3 separate regions of the Zea mays genome follow, and regions 1 and 3 are each linked to region 2. The links are chromatin contacts, called in public Hi-C maps. All regions are on one chromosome and are shown on one strand. Each heading gives the region's core, a stretch centred on a gene start, on an enhancer-like site or on the middle of the called end of the contact. The rest is flanking DNA. Distances are from core to core; before and after follow the strand shown. Region 1 has its middle 6.9 kb from the start of LOC103649600. Region 2 overlaps LOC103649602 (RNA binding (RRM/RBD/RNP motifs) family protein). Region 3 holds the start of LOC100282757 (shaggy-related protein kinase eta).

Region 1 (3,685 bases), core at 611-3,110, 160 kb before region 2:
TGCTTTTGGCGCAAATCAATTCAACATTACCATGATCAAATATAAGTCTATGTGTAGTTGTTGATATTGTTGTACATCACATCTTCATGAGCAATTACTTAAAAAGGTCTTATGTACAATTTGTAGGATTTGAGCAGTTCTTGGTCTACAACTATGGGTGATAATGAGCTCTAAATTTTATATTATAAATTAAAGGATCGGATCGTATTAGAATTGAGCTCTTTTTCTATTCATTTTTAAATTAAGATTCGTTGAGAGTCCAAACAAATCGTGAAGGAACATTTAGATTATGATCCATTACCACCCCTCGATCTACAACTTACAATTTCTAGGATGTGGGTGATCAAACGGGCATTGAAGGTCAGGAGGAGTATTTCCAGGATCTTAGCATTTTCCCGTCGGGCATGGACATGTACATATATCTTAAGGTTAATACCCGTTTGGTATCAAGGATCGATGGGCTAGTGGAAAGTGGAAACGCAAGGATTGTTTAAGAATAAAACCAATAATTTCCTGACAAAAGAGAGGTAGAGAAATGTGTACAACACTTGTATTGCGTCGTATGGCCGAGCAGGTTCATACTTCAACGCTGTGCGTTCGGCCCACTGTACTACAGTGTTAATGCGTTGTCGGGCCGTAGTTTTCTAGGTGGGTCGGGCCGTACGGCAGCGATGCGAAGCGAGAAAAGGGAGACGTTTGATCCATCCGCTGCCATTTTTCTTAACCCGGGGACATTGCTGGTTGAAAAATTTGTTGAGAAAAAGGAAAAAAAAAACAATTCCACTAACGGCTTTGTGAGCAGAGCTAGAATACGATGCCAATCTGATCTTCCTTTTTTAGCTTTGTGAGCAGAGCTAGAATGGAAAATTTGTTTGGTAAAACAATTCCACTAATGGCTTTAAGCATGACTGAGAAAAGGAAATAAGAAAGAGCTAAAATAGCTATAAAATTTACTTCTAAAAAAGATGGTCTACAAAACAAAAAAAGCTTATAATAAATAGATAGAGTAATGAAACTATTGGTGAAATTGTGACACATAGATTCCTATACTATGTCTGCGTCATCTCCCATACTAGGCGACGCGCACGCGCGGAAACGCAGCTAGCTGAGGCAAGTGTCAGCTAGCCCGTCGCTCCCAAGCGCGCGCGCCGGCCGGTGCGTTGAACCATCGCAATTCGCAATCCTGCTCGTGCTTGTGGTCGTCGGAGCCACCGGCCGGTGCCGGGGCGAACGGTGGGCGGCCGCGGCGCCGCTGCTTTCCCTTTCGAGACGGGTCGATTCCGTTCCGGGCACTTGGACTTGGGGACCGATCACTGATGGGTCGGTCTGCGACAGCGGAGGCATAGCCAGCTGAGCTTGCGACTGGCGAGGCAGGCAAGAGAACCGAGACGACGTCAAAGGTAGCACGTACTAGCAGCTGGGGCAGGTACCGTAGGTTTGCACTTTGCAGGTGGTCCGCGCGACGGGGATCCAGCAGACCGGTTTGGGCACGTACCGTACCGGGGCTGATGAACGGACGGACGGCAACATCTAGCAGGCGTAGCGTACGTCGTCGACGTCCATGTCGATGGATGGGCTCAGGGCTGTGGATTGGCCTGGCCGCGCGTCCAGGTTCATGGCACGCTGTCGCTGCCAACGATCCAGCCACGCACGCCCCTCTCGTTGCCTCTCTCATGAATCACGAGCAGCAAGCTCTGCACCATCGCACGCGCGCGACCGAGAGAGCATGCAGTCGCGGTCAGGTCAGCGAGACGGAGACGGCGTACATCGGCGAGCAGTGGCCAGTGGAGGAGGCGGCCACGCGTCCCAGCCCTGGCGCCTGGACCACCATGGCCGGGGCGGGCTCGTTGCCGTGGACCCGTAGGGGTCTCCTCCTGAGTCCTGACCAGTGACAGCTGACCGGTGCAGTGCAGTGCAGTGCAGTGGGTGGGAACAGCGCCGCCGACCGCGCGGGCCAGCCTCCTCCATCGGCGGCCCATCCCATCCCATGCGCCCGTGCCGCTCGCTCGCTCGACCGGCTCGGGTGAGTGGGTGACCACGGCGGCCGCTGGACGCTGAGGGCACGCGGACCGTACTACATGCATTGATGCATGGCAGAGCACGACGGACGACGTCCCTAGCTCTCGCCATGGCTCTCAGGAGCTACCGTACGTAAACGTAACGTGTCCGTCGCACCCGCTTCCATTCCATCCATCCGTCCATTTTCCTCTGGTCGCCGTCGCCGTCCGATCCAGCGCCAGGCAAGTTGCTGCCGTGCGTCCGTGCATGCATCATGCATGTGCACCTGGAGCAAGCCGCCGATGAGCTCGCAGGCTAGAATACAACAACAACGACGTCGACAAGCGGCCGGACAACGAGAGCGCAGGCTAAAGTACAAGCGGCTGTTCACTCACCAAGTGTCAACTCGTAGGCACGGCCACCACTGGCCTACTACCGTGCGTTCTCCCTTTCTAAAAGCAAGGCTACGATGTTCATAACGGTTAAACTTTTCAAAATATTTTAATTAGTTTTACAAACAAAATAGTAATGTTTATATATCTAAATATATTTTATTTTAAAACAGAATTAACAATGCTACATTAATATTCTATGAACAATTGAACAGTCATGCGTTGGCACATGAAAAAAGCGAACCACCACTCCCGCGGGCTGCCTTGTATCATTGTATGGTCCTGGTTTTTAAGCACACGAGGGAGGGAGGGAGAAAAGGAAACCGTCGTCCCTTAGATGAACATGACCATTCATGCATGCATTCATCATCTCAGGTGTCCCATGCATGTCACATAGCCAGTCCTGTAGGCTACAGTACGACCTCAGACCATCTCCAAACAGGAATCATATAGGAGAGAATCTCTTAAAGAATACGATAAAAAATAGATACGGGGGATGAATTGAATATACAAGATATTGTTAGAGACAGTCTTATCATACTCAGCTACTGCAATCTTTGCAGGCTACATTGCTGCTGGTTCGGTCAGGTAGGTGAGGTTTCTATTATTTCTACAGTGTTTTGTCTATAACTCTGTATAGATTACCGCTACTATAGTAGTCCAAATAGCTGATACTTTAATCCGAAGCGAACAACCTCACTTTGACATCGCCGACTTGACACTTTGGAACTATAGTGGCTATGAAAGAGACCTGCCTTGATGCCGAGAATTCCCTTGCAAGAACTCTCTCCGTCCACAAATGTTTGTCGCTATGGTATTCGTACCAGTCAAATTTTCTTAAGTTTGACTAGATTTATATAATATATTTACAACATTTATATCTTCAAATAATTTTACTACAAAAATAAAATCAAAGATCTATCTAACTATACTAATTATATAATATAATATTAATATTTTTTATATACAAGTGGTCAAAGTAAAAAAATGTTTGACTCCTCGAAAGCATGATAACGACCAATATATTTATGAACGGAGCTAGTATTTAGCATATCATTGGGCCCGGGCCCCATCTCGATCCAACCATTTCGTCAATGATAGACGACAGCCGCACAGCCGAGCAAATTGACGGTCGCTCCTGCTCACACAAGTCACATCACCGAATGCGATGGATGCCTACATGTCCGTGCTCTCTATCAGTTCTCTCTCTTTTTAGGGCCGCTGCTGCTCATATCACCACTCAAATGCAATGGATTATGGATGCCTAAAGAGCAACTCCAATTGTTATTATGTAA
Region 2 (3,570 bases), core at 642-3,141:
CTTGTCCTCCTGGATTTGAGAAGCCTCATCTGTACTCCGGTTCAGGCAAAGCTTGCTCTGGACATTGCTCTGCACCTGATGCCCTGGTACAAGATTGTGGTATTCCAGATCAACAAGACTTTACTAGCTTGACTACAGATTGCCTGAAAGATGATGGAGATGTCACACAAAATCTAAGCATGAACATCTCTTCACCACCCAGTTTGACCGATACCAACCGGAACTGGAGTCAGAGTCACAGACAGTTTCCAGGCACCCTCTTTGGTTGGTCAAATGACCCTCAGTATTCATTTTACCCTGGTGGCTCGTCACATCCACGTCAAGAGGCTGAAAATTGGGATGGAACTTCCACTAGTTACATGGCTACTGCTACTGGGGGATACAAAGTATTTTCCCAGGGAACAACTTCAGACATGAGGGGTGGTATGGCAGGCACATTGCTCCAACAGCCAATAATGTCAACTCATGATAGATGGACTGATGGAAGCAGCGATTCTGGAAGGAACTGCCCTCAGGTTGACATTTCGTACCGCATGTACAGCCTATTCTAGCACCAGGGCGAGAGGTCTGCTTCCTAGACCCTAACAACAGACATGTACAAGTCATACCTTCTAACCTAGTAGATGCCAAGATGATGGATGGTGGCGAAAATGGTGTCAGGGAGTGCTTCGTGTTTGTTGCTAAAGCTTGTAAAGATCAAACATGGAGGAGCTTCATGTACAAAGACTGCAGGGGTGGGTATTTGGTTTAACATTTGGTAAACAGTCATTCTTTCACGCATTTGCTTTGCCTTTGCTTGGGTGAAATGTGAATTTGCGCTCTCGGACCGGGTACCAGGTGGGTGCCGGGCGCTTCTCGTTTCCTTGTCCTCTTTTTTTGTTTTTGCCCCCACGCTTTCAGTATAGCATGTTCCATACAGTTCAATGTTTTTGTGATGGAATTTATTCGTCCATTAGCGAACAATGCGAGCCGTTGCTTTCACGAGCACAAAGATCCCTCGCCCCAAGGAAGGACGAGGGTACTGCTGCACACTTGGCTAGAAAAAGTGAAGTGATGCTTGCCTTTAATCTACCGCATATCTTTTAGGTTCCTTTTGGTTGGTCAACCAGGCCAGGAATCATGGCCTTTCATTAGCCAATTGCTTTGCAAAGAGAGCACCTTTCGGCGACAGAATCGCTGTTCTTCAATTGAAGTGAAACGGTAAGAGCTAACAAGCTCTCAGTAAGAAAATAGTACAGTATTAGTCAGATTCACTGTAAAATACACCTCAACCTTCGGTCCTCCAGTAGCAAATAGAGATGCTGCTGTACACTATTTGTGTCTTCAAAGAAAAGGGCACAATGCAAATACCATAGCCTTGCAACGGAATTTCCAGCGCTGCACGAAACGTATCCTGAAAAAAAAAATCGAAATATCTTGATAATGTATGTACTGCATTCGGAAGGACCTGCGTCCAAGTCAAACGTGGCATGATGCAGCGCAATGGGTACAACAGGACTAGTTTGACATGCTGTTCGCTTGCTGGTGCAACTCAAGTCCAAGTTCGTTTTTTTTTGTATTGAAGAAAGAAAGAAAAAAAACACAAGAGACCACAGTGGCAAGGCTAAGCATACTTTGCTTCTGAGTTCTGACGCAAAGCAAGTTCTCGAACATAGTACGGCGCTATGGTTCCCAGCTTGCATTTTTTTGTAGCTCTGAAGAAAATGGAAGCTTCCTGGAGGCCCAAACTCTGACCGCACGGAGCACGGCAGGGTTGTGCCATTTTTTTCTGCATTTCAGCTCTTTCTTATAAAAAAACCCCTTTACAATGTTTGGTAGGATTAAAACCGCGTTTGAATCTTAAAGTCAATGGTATGGCCTACGGCACCGGTACTACATGGCTCGGTGTTATAGGTCGTAGGCACCCTCAGGTTTGGTCGTTTTGGTCATCAGGAGCCAAGGAGAAGGTCTTGCACGGTGCACCACCCTTGCGGTTGCCCACCACGGTAAAATTTGGCGAAATTCGCGGGGGGGAACGTGACAGCACAAATCCTCCTTGTACGACTGCCTTGGATTCCACGGCTGTACCAATTGCAATTGGTCTTTGTTTACCTCTCTCTCTCTCGTCCAGTAGCTGGTGGTCTGTGGATGAAAATGAAACAGCTGTTCATTTATCATTACTCCTATATAAATACGACATATTCACCGTTGTCTAACCACCAGTAATAAACCACCTGATCAACACTAACTAAACTGTCCCTGCGCGGCCGGATGCGCTGTCAAAACTGGAGTCATGTGAGAACGGGAGAAAATGGCCAGGAATTGGTCCGATTCCGTCCAAGACGGGGCATCGGTTTTGACGCTTGTTGAATTTCTTGTTCCACCATGCACCAGGTAGCGTTGCGTGCGTTTCTGCCTCTGGTTTCCAGTGCCGTTGTGGCACCAGCCCCAGCTTTCCAAAAAAAAAAAACCAGCTTCCGTTACTATAAACTAAATTTCCAACAAAAAAACCAGCAGCGTTAAATAAATGCGCTATCGAACTATATTCCTACCAAATGTATTCCTGGAGAATTCGATAAAATTATTTTGATGCTATAGTTGCTTGTATTTTTTTCGATAAGGTTGAAGAAATATTATCACAAAATGGCAAAACATACAGTAAAAATACATCTTCGATGAAAACAAATGACAGCTAAATGAAAATGCTCCCCCCCAAAGTTCTTACAAAAAATGCAAAACATAACCTATAGCAAACATTAAGGTACAACTGCGAGATATCGAATTGAGTGAGAAGAGCGTCCTCGTTTGTATTTCAAGAAAGATGCACTATCCATCTGATTGGTTACCCGTACCATTCCATCCTGAATCGTTGCGTGCGTTGACTTTGGTTGAGCGTCTGTTTGGTTGTCTGTGCGCGAGGAACGGTGGCTGCATGAGTGGATACAAAATAAGTTATTCTGATGTCGCCAGAAATGGCCGTACCTGGCCGGCCAGGCTCGCGTGGGACAGGGTGTGCGTTCGCAGTAAACCAATCAAGCGCTATCTGAACAAGGTGGACGTACGCGACAGTCGTGCAAATCAATGAATCCATAACAACTTAACAAGCAGGTGGATGCCAAGGCTATGCAGGTTGACACTGTGGTTGTGCAAGTCGATGACCTCACGAAGAAGGTGGATGCCATGCCAAAGAATCTCAATAAGTGATGATATGTAGGCAAACAACACAGTGATGATGTATCTACTAGGGTTGTGATAACTTTTGGGTAGCTAGCAGATGAGTATATTATGATATGTAGCTGATGTATGGACATCAACTAATGGCACTCCTGATGTGTGGACACATAAATCTTTCTATCTTGAGATGCATATATCTATATATTAGATACCTTCTATTATTTGGTTTAGTTTCTCGGTACAGAAAGATTTTTGTTTGTTGTACCTTATCATTGTTAGGATGTAGAGAAATAATACCTTTATTTGTTGTATAGTAGAAGGTTACATGTTTAGGTTGTACCCTATCATTTTTTAGGATGCTGAGGTATGAATCTCTAACAATTGTTCCTGTTATGAATCTCTATGTTTAAATTTTAA
Region 3 (3,748 bases), core at 307-2,806, 190 kb after region 2:
GCGCCGAGGGGTCAGGAGACGCCCAGGCCCCTGTTCCGGTCAATGCCAGGAGACGTACTGTATAGTGTTTTTTTTTGTCTTGGTCATTCACATCACGGAATAATAAATGGTCCGTAGCTTTGCCTGCCCGGCCGGCGGCCGCTCCGCTCGCGACCAGTGCAAGTACTCCCGGACGGCAGCGGCGGTGCGGTTTGCAGGTTGCAGCAAGCAAACCCAGAGGCGGCAGGAGAAAAAGAATGCCGCCGCTCCTGCAGGCCTTGCCTGCACAGCACCGCACTGTACCGGAAGCAGAGCAGTCAAAGGCTACTCGCCGGCCGGTCATGGCGTAGCCCGTGTAGCAGCAGCAGGAGGAGCTGCCGGGCGAGCTGTGCTGCTGTCTGTTCCACTTGCCTACTGCCCGCTGGGGGTTATAATGCGATGGATTGGTGGATGCTGTTTGTGGCTGGCACTGTGGCAACGCAACGGAGGGAGGAGGCGGCAGCGGCTCCGGGTCTCCCGGAAGGTCCGGGCTTTTTTTACGCGGAAAAAAATTTGCTGCAGCCCCTCACAAAAAAGAGGATATGCTTCATCTGTAGACCAATAATACAACTAAAACGTTATCTAGTAGACATGCAGGTAAAGTTTATCCTCCTTTTTTGTGAGGAGCTGCAACAAATTTGTTTCTGCATGGGAGGCCGGGATTTTGTTTAGCGAGTACCAGCGCGACGCTTTTCCAACGTGCATGGCGTTTTGGGCGTAGCTTGGGACTGGAAAGTGGGAAATGAACTTACAACCATACGTAGTAAAGATAATGCATAGCAAATGTAAGTATAATATACTTACAATAGAGCAGGCGGAGATGTCCCCAAACCAAGTTTGACTGCATGATTGAGGCCGCCGGAAGCGGATTTGGCTGCCAGCGCGGAGCAGTGACAGACAAGAAATATATAGCCGGGTTTATACCTCCAACCACGTCGGCGTCCAATCCAACCCCAGCAGCCACACTACAGCTTTGACCGACCGACCACACCACACCATCCAGTCCTCCAGATCCATGCAGGTACACAGCAACAGCGCCGGAGATGCAACGCAACGCTGCTACACTACAGATCGGCCGGCACATGCTACGTGACAGGGGGGCGGCGAAACGTGTGACCAACCAAACTACGTTCGGTGCTACGCTGCTGCTCGTGCTCCGTTCCCCTGCGTCTCACGCCTTAATCCTCGTCTAGCCCTTAGAGGATGGAGATGGGAAAGATTCTCCATCACGCCTTTTTTTGTTTTCAAGATGTGTAACGTAACGCTGCTAGAGCAGCCAAGATAAGATCCACAAGCAGTTCATTACTCCCGCGGTTTAGCACCTCCTGATTACCAAAACCAGGCTCTCCGAATCCGAAATCGTGCGCGGAGACAGGAAACGGCTCACCGTCGCTGCCAAAGTAGAATCCGTCTCCGATAATAAAACACGGCAGTCAGCGGCACACTTATCGCAAAGCCAGCCAGCCAGCCAGCCAGCAGCGGCTGTCCCAAGCTGTCCAAAGCCAAGCCAAGCGCGGCGCGGCGGCAGTCCTCTCCTCGCAGTCGCAGCAGGGCCGAGCCGACCGGTCAAAAGCACTGCTGCCCCACCCCAACCCACCACCATCCCCGTTCCCCAACCCCCAAAGCCGAGAGCCATCCCGCCCGCAGCCGCAACCAGGCAAGCAAGCGGGAGCCGCCAACTCGTGCCTCTCGGCAGCGGCGTCTGAACTCTGAACCGACCGACCGACCGACCGTTCCGTTCCGTTCACCCCACCATGGAGGCGCCGCCGGGACCGGGGCCCATGGAGCTGGACGCCCCACCTCCCGCCGCCGCCGCCGCGGCGATTCCTCCCGCCGGCAGCGACAAGGTGAGCGGGTGGCCCAGATCTGGGTCTGGCGGTGGCGGGCGCGGCCTGGCGCCGCCCGATCTGCTGCTTCCTGCGGGCTGCGCCTGCGGGGTGATGCATGTTGTGCTAATGGCGCCCTTTCACCTTTCCGTGTTTGCCGCAGCACAAGGACGGGGAAGGGGGAGACGCTGTGACGGGCCATATCATCTCCACCACCATCGGCGGGAAGAACGGCGAGCCCAAGCGGGTAAGCTACCACTTCTCTCGCTGTCTGTCCTGCCTCTGCCTGTCGTGCCGTTGCGTGCGTCAATGCTGCTGCGCGCGGCTATTGCGCTTCAACTGGTTCCGATTGTGCTGTAGCGGCTTTTGCGGTCGGGGACCCGAACTTGATCTGGTGGTTTGCGCTTGCGCATGGGTCCGTGTTTCGTGCCTCTCGTTTAGCTGCTAGGTAGCTAGAGCCAGCATGCTGGTGAAATCTGTAGCGGCTTTAGTTCTGATTTTGGTGATGAATTATGCTGTTCCCACCGCTTTGCGGATTCTGGCTGGCTGTGCAGACAATAGCGCTCTTCGCTGCTTTAGTGCTCCAAGCTGAATTATGTGCCTGACTGCTTCAATTTGTGCTCCGTTGCTTCGAGTTTCCAAGGCTCTAGCACGCATTTATAGGAAGCATGGTCGACCAGTTCCGTGTCTAGTTTTGTTGTGTTCGCAATAGAAATGCTGCCTATTAGATTAGTTACATGTGTGAGGATCTGAATTCCTGCCTGCTCAGATACTCTGTCTGATGCCAGCCTACTTCTAGAGTCCGGTTAGCCTCATCTCGTCCTCAGTTACTCACGTGCTGTTCTTATTCCGGCCTTAATCGCAGACCATCAGTTACATGGCAGAACGTGTCGTGGGCACAGGCTCATTTGGGATCGTCTTCCAGGTATGGTGCTCGGCCATGGGGGAGGGGGCTCTTCTTTGTGGCTGCGCCTAACACTGGTTGATGCAACGTGCACTGAATTGGTTCTGGCATGTAGGCTAAGTGTCTGGAAACAGGAGAGACCTTCGCCATCAAGAAGGTGCTGCAAGATCGGCGTTACAAGAACCGGGAGCTGCAACTTATGCGTGCCATGGAGCACCCCAACGTCATCTGCCTGAAGCACTGCTTCTTCTCGACAACGAGCAGGGACGAATTGTTTTTAAACCTTGTCATGGAATTCGTCCCTGAGACTCTATACCGAGTCCTGAAGCACTACAGCAATGCGAACCAGAGGATGCCTCTTATCTACGTCAAGCTCTACATGTATCAGGTTTGTCAACCAGCAGCTTAACTCTTGTGAGACTGCCAATGCGTGCTCTCATTGTTTTGCTAATTGTCTTCTTCTTTTTTGTGATGTTTGCAGCTTTTTAGAGGCCTAGCTTATATTCATAATGTACCAGGAGTCTGCCATAGGGATGTGAAGCCACAAAACGTTTTGGTATGTGTCATGTGGACAAGGATTTGTTCTTCCTTTGATTTGGTAATTAGTTCTGAATTGGTCTCGTCGTCTCTCTTTGATGTACAGGTTGATCCTCTCACCCACCAGGTCAAGCTCTGTGACTTTGGTAGTGCAAAAGTTCTGGTATGTTGTTTTTCTTTCCTCGAGGATCTGTAGTCACATCCTTTTGTTTTATGCTCTTTTTTAAAAATATTGTTATCAAAGGTTTAATCATGTGCAGTTACCTTTATCCTATTTGAGCTAAGACTTATTCAACGGTTTGCGGAGCTGTGTTAGTCTGTATTATCATTAGTTCTTTTACTTCTGTGTGAAATTCCAATCTTGAACTTGACTGTAATTCATGTGTTATAATAATTGGACTCTTTACTTGTATACCGTAAATCTTTGATCCACATGTTAATCAGTTCCTTATGCTGCTTTGTC

The links. Hi-C and Micro-C count contacts between places; a contact is called where the count stands out from the background.
Region 1: a contact with region 2 is called in a Hi-C map of leaf, with 2.3 times the contacts expected there. The contact joins two enhancer-like sites. A contact is called at or near these places in 4 of 25 Hi-C or Micro-C datasets (leaf and leaf mesophyll).
Region 3: a Hi-C map of leaf shows a contact between it and region 2, with 1.9 times the contacts expected there. The contact joins the promoter of LOC100282757 here to the enhancer-like site in region 2.

What each region holds. Positions count from the first base shown.
Region 1 is chr3:4,061,706-4,065,390 of Zm-B73-REFERENCE-NAM-5.0, forward strand. No RefSeq gene overlaps it. Among protein-coding and RNA genes, the nearest start is that of LOC103649600, 6.9 kb to the right of the region's middle. Within about 2 kb of position 1,861, at least 20 of the 20 cell types and tissues checked have an H3K27ac peak or open chromatin away from gene starts, as enhancers often do. A contact at or near this core is called in leaf and leaf mesophyll, where this site is marked.
Region 2 is chr3:4,221,235-4,224,804 of Zm-B73-REFERENCE-NAM-5.0, forward strand. LOC103649602 (RNA binding (RRM/RBD/RNP motifs) family protein) reads left to right here. Exons shown (of 11, transcript XM_008675339.4): 11 at 1-822. The coding sequence ends at 551. Among protein-coding and RNA genes, the nearest start is that of LOC100282713, 7.0 kb to the right of the region's middle. Within about 2 kb of position 1,892, at least 13 of the 20 cell types and tissues checked have an H3K27ac peak or open chromatin away from gene starts, as enhancers often do. A contact at or near this core is called in leaf and leaf mesophyll, where this site is marked.
Region 3 is chr3:4,408,652-4,412,399 of Zm-B73-REFERENCE-NAM-5.0, forward strand. It overlaps LOC100282757 (shaggy-related protein kinase eta), which reads left to right and starts at 1,557. Exons shown (of 12, transcript NM_001155663.2): 1 at 1,557-1,865; 2 at 2,008-2,091; 3 at 2,710-2,769; 4 at 2,864-3,136; 5 at 3,230-3,304; 6 at 3,392-3,448. The coding sequence starts at 1,773.